2 separate regions of the Danio rerio genome follow, and region 2 is linked to region 1. The links are chromatin contacts, called in public Hi-C maps. All regions are on one chromosome and are shown on one strand. The core of a region is the stretch at or near the end of the contact, and the rest is flanking DNA. Distances in the headings are between cores, read along the strand shown. Region 1 overlaps ttc28 (tetratricopeptide repeat domain 28). Region 2 overlaps ttc28 (tetratricopeptide repeat domain 28).

Evidence for each region. A called contact is a pair of places that touch in the nucleus more often than the background predicts.
Region 2: a contact with region 1 is called in a Hi-C map of an unstated tissue, with 2.5 times the contacts expected there. The contact joins two enhancer-like sites. A contact is called at or near these places in 1 of 18 Hi-C or Micro-C datasets (an unstated tissue) and 2 of 4 datasets of contacts at active chromatin or transcription factors (caudal fin and embryo).

What each region holds. Positions count from the first base shown.
Region 1 is chr10:4,212,510-4,217,777 of GRCz12tu, forward strand. The region is part of intron 2 of ttc28 (tetratricopeptide repeat domain 28); the gene reads left to right. Among named protein-coding and RNA genes, the nearest start is that of ttc28, 200 kb to the left of the region's middle. Within about 2 kb of position 1,457, at least 10 of the 62 cell types and tissues checked have an H3K27ac peak or open chromatin away from gene starts, as enhancers often do.
Region 2 is chr10:4,465,744-4,470,943 of GRCz12tu, forward strand. The region is part of intron 9 of ttc28 (tetratricopeptide repeat domain 28); the gene reads left to right. Among named protein-coding and RNA genes, the nearest start is that of pitpnb, 51 kb to the right of the region's middle. Within about 2 kb of position 3,313, at least 21 of the 62 cell types and tissues checked have an H3K27ac peak or open chromatin away from gene starts, as enhancers often do.

The sequences.
Region 1 (5,268 bases), core at 207-2,706:
TATACAATTATATATTATATATATACTCCAACTATATAAATATACATATATACATACATACATATATATATATATATATATATATATATATATATATATATATATATATATATATATATATATATATATATATATATATATATATATATATAGTTGGAGTCAGAATTATTAGCCCCCTTTGAATTTTTTTTTTATATTTCCCAAATTATGTTTAACAGAGCAATTAAATTTTCACAGTATGTCTGATAATTTCACAGTATGTCTAAGTTGCTTTATTTCAGCTAGAATAAAAGCAGTTATTATTTTTTAAACATTATTTTTTTTATAAAGATATACATGATTTATATCTCTTATTTCTCAAATAGATGTTGTTTTTTGAACTTAACTCTTTTGCGTTGATCAAATGCTATGTTCAGCATCACATAAGCCAATCAGAATGATTTTGTGGAAGTTCTTGTGACACTTCAAAAAGGAGTAATAAAGCTGAAAATTTTAAATATTTGAATATTTTTAAAATAAATTCACACAGAAAACAGTTTTTTAAAATTATTTTATTATTAAATAACATTAAATAACATTACAGTTTTTTAATCAAATAACTGCAGCCATTGTGATTATAAAGGACAAAATAAGATGTTTTGTAGAATGCTGAAAACCTGTAACCATTTACTATACTGAAGCTTTCTTCCAAGTATATTCCTTCTTATTTCATAGAAGAACTATGCTCATAGAGGTTTGGAACTACTTGAGGTAGAGTAGAAAGTGGGGAAATTTACATATTTGGGTGAACTATCCCTTTAACAAACCCAAACCAAAAAGTATGATATATTTTTCAACAACATTCATGATGTTTATCTATTTAAATGTTATATTTACCTCAGTATGATTTTAGTCAAGAAACCAGATGAATAATTCATGTCTGTAGAGCATGCTAAAATGTAGCATTTAGCAATTTAGCATAGCACTTGAGGTATTTGGACATCTTTTCTATCTCAATGCCATCTTTAAATGCTAGGTTTGTCGCTCTCGATACCTTGTTAAAAATAGGTTGCAGATTGATTCCTTACTTGTTTAAATCCACACTCATAAAACTTCCCATCCCACCTTTAATCTTTCCTCATGATCCTGCTTCTGTCGGATCTCCTATTATTGTTGTGTGTCCTGCATGGCTTGAAGATGTTTATCTGCACATGTAATGCTAATTGCTAACTCATGCTAATACTCTTTTACTTACAAAACTAGGCCTCTTGTGTAGTCCCTGAAGATGAATCCCATATTTGGCTTGCCGCAGAGATCAATAAACACGCTCCGAGTTTGCCAGAGACCTCTTGGGCGCCTCTGCTCTGGATTGGATTACACTAATATGTTCAAAAGCACTTTATATTTTCCCAGTGCCACTGTCGGAGCGTGCCGATAAAGCTCATGGAGGGGAAGACTTTGTTTACCGCGGATTACAAGGATTATGGCGCTCTTGCTTGCTCTCGCGGTATCACTACCTCAGCAGATTAAATGTGCCATCCATTACTCACTCAGAATGAGTCGGTGAGCGGCCGCGGCCCGGCGGTTATCTATTACCGAGGACAGATGTACAGGGTGCTTATTCTTAGTGTCAGGACGGCTGATTCAGGTCTACGGAGGCCGGCGGGCCCAACCCCGCGAGTGCTAATTCTCTCTTACACACACTCTTTTAATCATTTAAGCGTGAATAATTTGGAGATGATGAAAGTTGTTGAAAGGCAAGAACCTGGGTGAAGTTTTTCAGCTTTTTTTCTGGGGCATTCTCTATGAAAGGAGCACAGAGCAAAGAGCTCATGCTTGACACTCTTGAAATGGGTTTTATTTTTAGGCAGCTTTGTTTCGTTCCATTTTTATAAGCGCTTTCTGAGAAATGAGGCAGTCGTTTGAACTATGTCGCTCGATTTTTTTGAACCAAATAGATGTTTGGATTATTTATCTCATGATTTGGGAATGTTCAGATTTGTTTGTTTTTTTAAACAAAAAACAAAAGTTGTCTGAAGTCTGTCAATGCTAGCATGATATGACAAGACCACATAGAAATCTAATGTATGCCAATTATATTTATATGACCTACAAGTTCATTTTGGATTTTACTTATGGATGTATTTGCAGCAAAGTTATAGTTTTTGCAACCTTTAGAATTCATATATATATATATATATATATATATATATATATATATATATATATATATATATATCCAGAAAATTAATTCATTCATATATATATATATATATATATATATATATATATATATATATATATATATATATATATATATATATATATATATATATATATATATATATATATCCAGAAAACTCTTATTCATATATATATTTATATATCCAGAAAATTCTCATTAATATATATATATATGATTGAAATAAAACTATATATACCACCAAAATAACTTTTTTGCAATATTTGGACATATATGTTGCATATATAAAAAAATATTTTATATGTGTATTTGTATGTCATAAATGTCGTGTCAGATTTTTATATAGGCAAGCAGTTGCATTGATTGCTTGTATTTTGTTTTTCTAAAATTATTTATTGTAAATTTATGTTTAATCACAGTTTTTGTCAGCGCAATAATCACACTGAAAATGTTATTAGTATGAAAAATAGATAAATAAGTAAATATATATATATATATAGGTCAGCGTAATGGTCAATATGGCAAGTAAGGCTCCGCCTCCTAGGACAGGAGCCAATCGTTGATTGCTATAGGCTAATGATTCTCAGACCAGGCATGAGGTTCTGCAGTTTATGTGACACGAAAGTTTAGCAGTGGCACGAACGTTTAGCAATGAAACTATAGAGACAGAAGTTGTTACATTTTATTTGGCGATTCCTACTATTAAATTCTATCGTAAGCTTGGCAAGCAATTTTTGAGAGTTTGATGCTTCCCTATTCAAACAGAATGACCGATCAGACTGGCTGAGAGGCATTTTAAAGATAGTCACCGAGTGACATTACCTGCCTTAAAGGGACTTTAGCCTAATATCAGATGGACAGAAAGTGATTATTTTTTATGAACTGTAAAATATTGGTCTCTGTGATGCAGACTGTTGCGTACATCATGAACTCATCAGAAATTCACTTTAATGTGTGATAAGACTAAAAGTGGTCATGAACGACCATTTTTTCAATTCCAAGTGGTAATTTTATACGTGCCGAATTAACAAGCGGATATTATAATAACAACAGTATTATTTAACAGTGTTCCAGGATTCAGATTTCTGAAAAAGGATGGGATTCGGATTTAATTAGTGTGGAATAAACCATTTTGTTTAAAGAGACAGTAGAAACTATATTTTAAGCTAATTTACGAATCGTAACAAATTTCTCCAACTCTTATTTTTGAATACTAAACACAAGCCTTGTTGAAGCCTGCAGGAACAGCTACAGTAAATATAGTTCACACATTCCTACAGAGATGGACCCTTCTTTCCTTTCGTGGTTTAATAAACGATACTCCAGTCCGATGTGATTTAACGGCAGATTCACTGAAGTGGGCTTAACCCTTATCGGAGGCGATACTCTTTCGCTAACCTCATTTAGCAGCTCTTAACCTCGCGGGAGCGGCAAAACCTTATCTCCATTTGATTCCTGCGTTATTTATTAGATCTCTGCAGGGGAGGCTATCGTTCTCGCGCCATTATATCCATCACCGGAGCCGTTTGTGTCCCGAGGCATCCAAACACAAGCCAATTCCGGATGACAAACACACTATCGCCCTGCCGCACCTGTTTGGCGGGCATGTGGCCCCATTCACCCTGATTTTGGATTTTGACTGAGTGGATCCCAGGTGTGCTTAAGGTAACCAGAGAGTGCGAGGATCTTGATGAGGAAGGGGTTTTTGAAGAGCCCCCCGCGATGAGAGAGGAGAGACAGGTGGATGATTAACCGTCAGAGCCGAACATGCCTGCTGTGTTTATGATTTGCCAGCGTATTTACAGGCTTTTATAATGGGTGAAAACGTTTGGCGGTAGGGCATTGTGATTTTGTATTTCTGCGATAAATATTGCGATGTGAATACAATTTCACCAGATGGCCTTCTTTGGAAAGAATTCGTCATTTTAGATTGATTGGGGTGATTTTGTAGATTAATAATACACAGCTGAAGTAAAAATTATTCGCCCTGATTCTTTTTTTTCTTTGAAAATATTATCAAATGATATTTAGCAGAGCAAAGCGTTTTTCACAGTATTTCCTATAATATTTTATCTTCTGGAGAAAGTCTTATTTGCTTTATTTTGGCTAAAATAAAAGCAGTTTTAATTTTTTTTAAAATCATTTTAAGGTCAATATTATTAGCCTCCTGAACCAATAAACTCTGCGAACCCGGTACTGGGTTTGTGACGTCATCGACTTTCGCTTTAAGATTTAAAGGGCTAGCATTGCACCAGACCCCTTTACGTGGTTTCGTTTTAAAGTGTAGAATCTATATTTTATGCACATATGCATCACTTTGGTTTTTATTCTACTGTACAAAAGTTATTTGCACTTAAATACACAGTATTTTGGATCCCTGAGCTGGGTATTTTACATTGGTTCGTTTTCATATTTTTCTTATGACACATGTACAAGTTATAGCTCAAATGAAAGCTCTTGAAAGTGCTCATACGGCTCTAGCATTATTTTTACTGAATTATATTCACATATCAAACAGTTGCCGAATGAATTGTGGTGTTTCCATGGCGCAGAAGTGAAAACAATACATTCATGATCAATAAGCAGCCCCAGATAGCACAGACAGCTGTCATCTCTCACCTTATGCTGTGCGCTTCAGAGCCATTTCTCCTCTGTTGTTGAGGTGATGTGCATGAGTAATCCTTTTATATGTCTGACGTGCTCCAAACACAGTGAATTATGTTTAATCAAACACAAGAATAGTGAAATATGTAAACAATGATCGGTCCCTGTGGCTTGTACAGCACCTCTCATCAGTTGGAATACAATAACTTTTGCATAGATTATGGTGGAGACATTTTTCTTTTTTCCTATGATTACAGACATGTGCAGGAACCGCCAAAATTAATTACAGCACGCTAAACCACACAGAACCTAAAAGGCACACTTTCAAATCTGAGTTTATACAAAAAAAATACAAAAAGCGCCTCTTTTTTAGGTGTTTATTATAACACAAACAACATATACAGCAATTTCAAACACTTTCAATACTGTTTCATGAAAATTCAAAGGGTTTTCTTTAAAATGATACCAAATTTTTGCATTTA
Region 2 (5,200 bases), core at 2,063-4,562, 260 kb after region 1:
CCGCATTTCTCGGACACTTAGATGCACACGGCAGGTAGCGTCAGAAAGCCGCGTGTGTTATTCCGGTCACTAAATGCGGTGAAAATCCTACACGAGGTTAAAGTTTGGTTGTGGTGCTAACATGTTTACACTCGGTGCAATGGTTAACTTAGTTCGATAGGAACAAACTGAATAAACAAAGAGCACTGGTCGCTCACTTACCAAATCTGTAGAGACAGGACAATCACCAGCAACTAGAGCCGCGTCTTTATTAAGAGGAGACTACAAGCGAATCCGGATCTCAGCGTTTGCAGATGAGAACAGCTCTCAGGTAAACAATGTTCCTCCTTAGACACGTAAGTTATTGTTGTCGAGCGTCGCGTACACTGTTAATCCACACGTGACTCCAGCTGCGCTCTCTCAGAGAGAAAATGAAAACAAAACTTCACTGCAGCAAACTATAAAAGCAACACTTCGCTTGTTTTGCCAACACAACGTGGTGTGAGTGTCGTCTAAACAGTGTGACAGTAATGAATATTAATGAAGTTGCACAATAGAGCGCGCTGATTGGTTTGAACCAAGCCCTACTCATGCATTAATGCAGCACACTGTAAGACGTAATAAGACACACTCTGGCTCAGACGTCCAGTCTGCACGCTGGAATACACGATAATATCTCATCGCCGTGACGCAGCTTCAAAAATTCGTTTCAAACCGGAAGTACGAATTTGCTTGAAATAACGCAAAACAACCAATTCACACTTTTTAGTGAAATATAGGCGTCCTAATAGTGTTTTTAGCAGTGTGGCACACATATACGACTGTCAACAGCTCAAAAAATGTGTTTTGGTGTTTTGTGACCCTTTAAAAAATGGAGACGGTGCTCGCTGCAGAGCCATTTGAGCAGAGCTGAGCTCCAGCGAGGGGGAGCATGAGCTCTCGCTCATCCTCGGATAAGTTGTTTTAATGCGTACACCAACCCCACCCCTAACCCCACCCCCAGTGACATCACTCGTAGAAGAAGTGCAAGAAAGGAGGAGCGAGAGCTCAAGCTCCCCCTCGCTGGAGCTCAGCTCCGCTCAAATGGCTCTGCAGTGAGCACCACTTGAAAAAATGTGCTGGATAAGTTGTGGCGGCCCTGGATTAATAAAAGGACTAAGCCGACAAGAAAATGAGTGAATGAATGATTGAATGAAAACATAATAGTAAAATAAATGAAGAAGAGCAAAACGCCCTCATAAATGAACAAAAAAATCCTTAGTGATGAATTTCTTTGAGCAAATGTAGATCGTTTAATAAAAGGTTTACCTCTGATATGAATTAGACATTGGTGTTTGTTTTCTTCTGAAGCGTTTTAGGAGTACTCCACGGACTCAACTTTTCAGTCAATAAAGAGAAAGCCTGAGGTGTTTTGAACCTCTGAGATTACACCCGCAGCTCAACGTGACAGATTTTATTTGATCATTGTTATGATTTCTTCAGGTCATCCTCTCAGACGCTGAAAGTGATTCCAGTGGTCTCTGTAATCGTCTGCTCGGATCACATTTCATCATGGCCGTCTGGGGAGGAAGACTCTAGATTGTTCTTCTCCTTCTGTAAATTACAGAGCGATTCTCGCGTCTGGTTTTTGGGAGGCTGATCGCATATGTGCCGAACGTCTACAGGGAGACGGAAGATTAGAGGATAATGTGTTTATATCATCATACAGCCAGTCTTGTCAATTAGGCAGCTGTGCCGTCGGGGGAGGGGATCGTCCACAGTACAGTCTGAAAGACTGAGAAACAAGTCAGTCTCAAATCTCACCCGCCTCTGGCAGCAGCTGTCAATCAAACTGCCGAGCATATCGCTCAGCTGTGTTCTGATGATGCCACTTTAAAATATTCATTCGAGTGCACTAGATGGTCTCGCAAGGAAACATTACTCGAACAATTTTTTTTCAGGGCACCACTAAAATGTTGTTTTGTTTTTCTGTTTTCTTTTGAAACATATGCATTACTAAGTATAAATACACTCAATGGCCACTTTATTAGGTACACCTTAGTAGTATCGAGTTGGACCCCCTTTCGCCTTCAGAACTGCCTTAATCCTTCGTGGCAGAGATTCAACAAGGTACTGGAAATATTCCTCAGAGATTTTGCTCCACATGATAGCATCACGCAGTTGCTGCAGATTTGTCGGCTGCACATCCATGATTCAAATCTCCCGTTCCACCACATCCCAAAGGTGCTCTATTGGGTTGAGATCTGGTGACTGTGGAGGCCATTTGAGTACAGGGAAATCAATGTCATGTTCAAGAAACCAGTCTGAGATGATTGGTGCTTTATAACATGGTGCATTATCCTGCTGGATGTAGCCATCAGGAAGATGGTCATAACGGGATGGACATGGTCAGCAACAATACTCAGGTTGGCTGTGGCGTTGACCATGCTCAATTAGTACTAATGGGCCCAAAGTGTGCTAGGAAAATATCTCCCAAACCATTACACCACCACCAGCAGCCTGAACTGTTGATACAAAGCAGGATGGATCCATATTTTAATGTTGTTGAGGCCAAATTCTGACCCAAACATCCGAATGTCGCGGCAGAAATCGAGACTCACCAGATCAGGCAACGCTTTTCCAAACTTCAATTGTCCAGTTTTTGTGAGCCTGTGCGAATTATAGCATGTTGTAACGAGTGGTTATTTGAGTTTCTGTTGCCAGACTGGCCATTCTCCTCTGACCTCTGGCATCAACAAGGCATTTGCGCCCACTGGATATTTTCTTTTTTTTTTTTTTTTGATCATTCTCTGTTAACCCTAGAGATGGTTGCGCGTGAAATCCCAGTAGATCAGCAGTTTCTGAAATACTCAGACCAGCCCGTCTGACACCAACAACCATGCCAGGTTCAAAGTCACTTGAATCAACTTTCTTCCCCATTCTGATACTCGGTTTGAACTTCAGCAGATCGTCTTGACCATGTCTACATGCCTAAATGTATTGAGCTGCTGCCATGTAATTGCGGCTGATTAGAAAATTTGCATTAAAGAGCAGTTGGCCAGGTGTACCTAATAAAGTGGCCATGAGTGTAAAAAAAATCGCAATGCGCACTAGCAGAGCGAACACTGTACATTTTGAATTCACAAAGTTTTACGTGTTTTAACCTGCAAAAGAAATATGACACTTCAGTTTATCGGGCGCACACTGAATGTGTCGGCCAAGCGTTTTGTGTCTGCGTCTGCAGGCGACTGAGTGGAGAAAATACAAAGAAACTTGAGTCAGCTGATAGTACAGCCTGTGAGTGTAGTAATAGTAGCTTTTCATGGCCTTCCTCCCTGGTGACTCAGTTTGGTGTGTGCGTGTGTGATTGTGTGTGTGTCATGTATAGATGGTTTGGGAGAGCTGCAGATTGCTGATGGAGAGAGAGAGAGAGTGTGTGTGTGTGTGTGTGTGTGTGTGTGTGTGTGTGTGTGTGTGTGTGTGTGTGTGTGCTGATGCATTCCATTCTTAATTGATTGCAGGCTGGCCGTGCTGTATGCTGATGAAGGGCTCTCTGCAGCCGAGCCCCTGAGAAACGCTGCATTCCATGCACAAAACACGCACATAAGCACACACACACGTGTCTGGACATACACACACGTCTTGAAAACACATAAATGCTTAGGAGATCCAACATCAGCCAGCGCTAGGGGTGCTAAACTACAAGCTGCTAGTATTTTTGAAATGGGCCAGCCTGACATCTGCACTATAAAACAATTATGAATATATAACGTGTGTGTGTGCGTGTGTGTGTGTTTTTATGTATGCTAACACCAGTTTTCTGTGCATACATTTCAGATATACTGTAAAAATGTTGGGTTCCGCACAAGTACTTTGTGTTGTCCCAGTATAAATTGATTAGGTTTACTTTTGTTTTTTGAAAAATTTAAGTAGATTGGACATAAAAGAGTTAAGTTGTCCCAAAAAACACAAAAGATTAGTTTTTTCAACTCATTTTAAATAAGTAGTTTGAACAAGCAAGTCAGTTTTTGAGTGGATAAAGAGTTTAAACTGACAAAGTTTTAAAATGCATGATAATTTTTCATGATGAAATGATGAGCCATAAAGATGTTTTGTGATCCGCTGTGTAAAACATATGCTGGATAAGTTGGCAGTTCATTCCACTGTGGCGGCCCAGATTAATAAAGGGACTAAGCCGAAAAGAACCGAATGAATGAATAATAAATGTTTTGAATAATTATTTTATTACTATTTTTTGGAACTATATCACTAATGTCCTTGTTAAATATTCTAGACATTAAATCAAATTATCATTCAATGTTATTACTAATAACTCCCTGATAAACACGTCCCTCCCTTGGCAAACTCTAAGATCTCATAGGGGAATTAAATTAAATTAAATTAAATTAAATTAAATTAAATTAAATTAAATTAAATTAAATTAAATTAAATTAAATTAAATTAAATTAAATTAATAAGTTATTAATTTTCTTTTGGGTTAGCTCCTTTATTCATCAGAGGTTGCGACAGCGGAATGAACCACCAACTTATCTAGCAATTTTTTTACACGGGGGATGCCCTTCCAGCTGCAACCCAGAACTGGGAAATATCCATACAATATACAATATGGCCAATTTAACTTATTCAATTCCCCTATAGCGCATGTGTTTGGACTGTGGGAGAAACTGGAGCACCCGGAGGAAACCCACGCCAACACGGGGAGAACATGCAAACTCTGCATAGATATGCCAGCTGACCCAGCCGGGATTTGAACCAGCGACCTTCTTGCTGTGAGGCGACAGTGCTAACCACAGAGCCACTGTGTCGCATAAAATACAAAAGAAAAAAAAAATAAATGTAAATAAAATAAAATAAAACAAAGTAAAATAAAGTAAAATAAATGTAAATAAAATAAAGTAAAATAAAATCAAGTAAAATGTAAATAAAGTAAAGTAAAATAAAATAAAAAAATGTAAATAAAATAAAGTAAAATAAAATAAAGTAAAATGAGGAATTAAAAGAAATAAGGAAAAAAGAAATCAAGGCAACAAAATAAAATGCAGAATTATATTAAATAAAAAATTAATATTTTTAAATGCTCAATATCAGGAGAGTTAATTGGAAGAAAGCTGGAAACCTGTAACCATTGACTTCCAAAGTATTTGTTTTTTCTACTATGGTAGTCAATGCTTACAGTTTTCTAGTTTTCTTCAAAATATCTTTTATATATGTGTGTGTTATA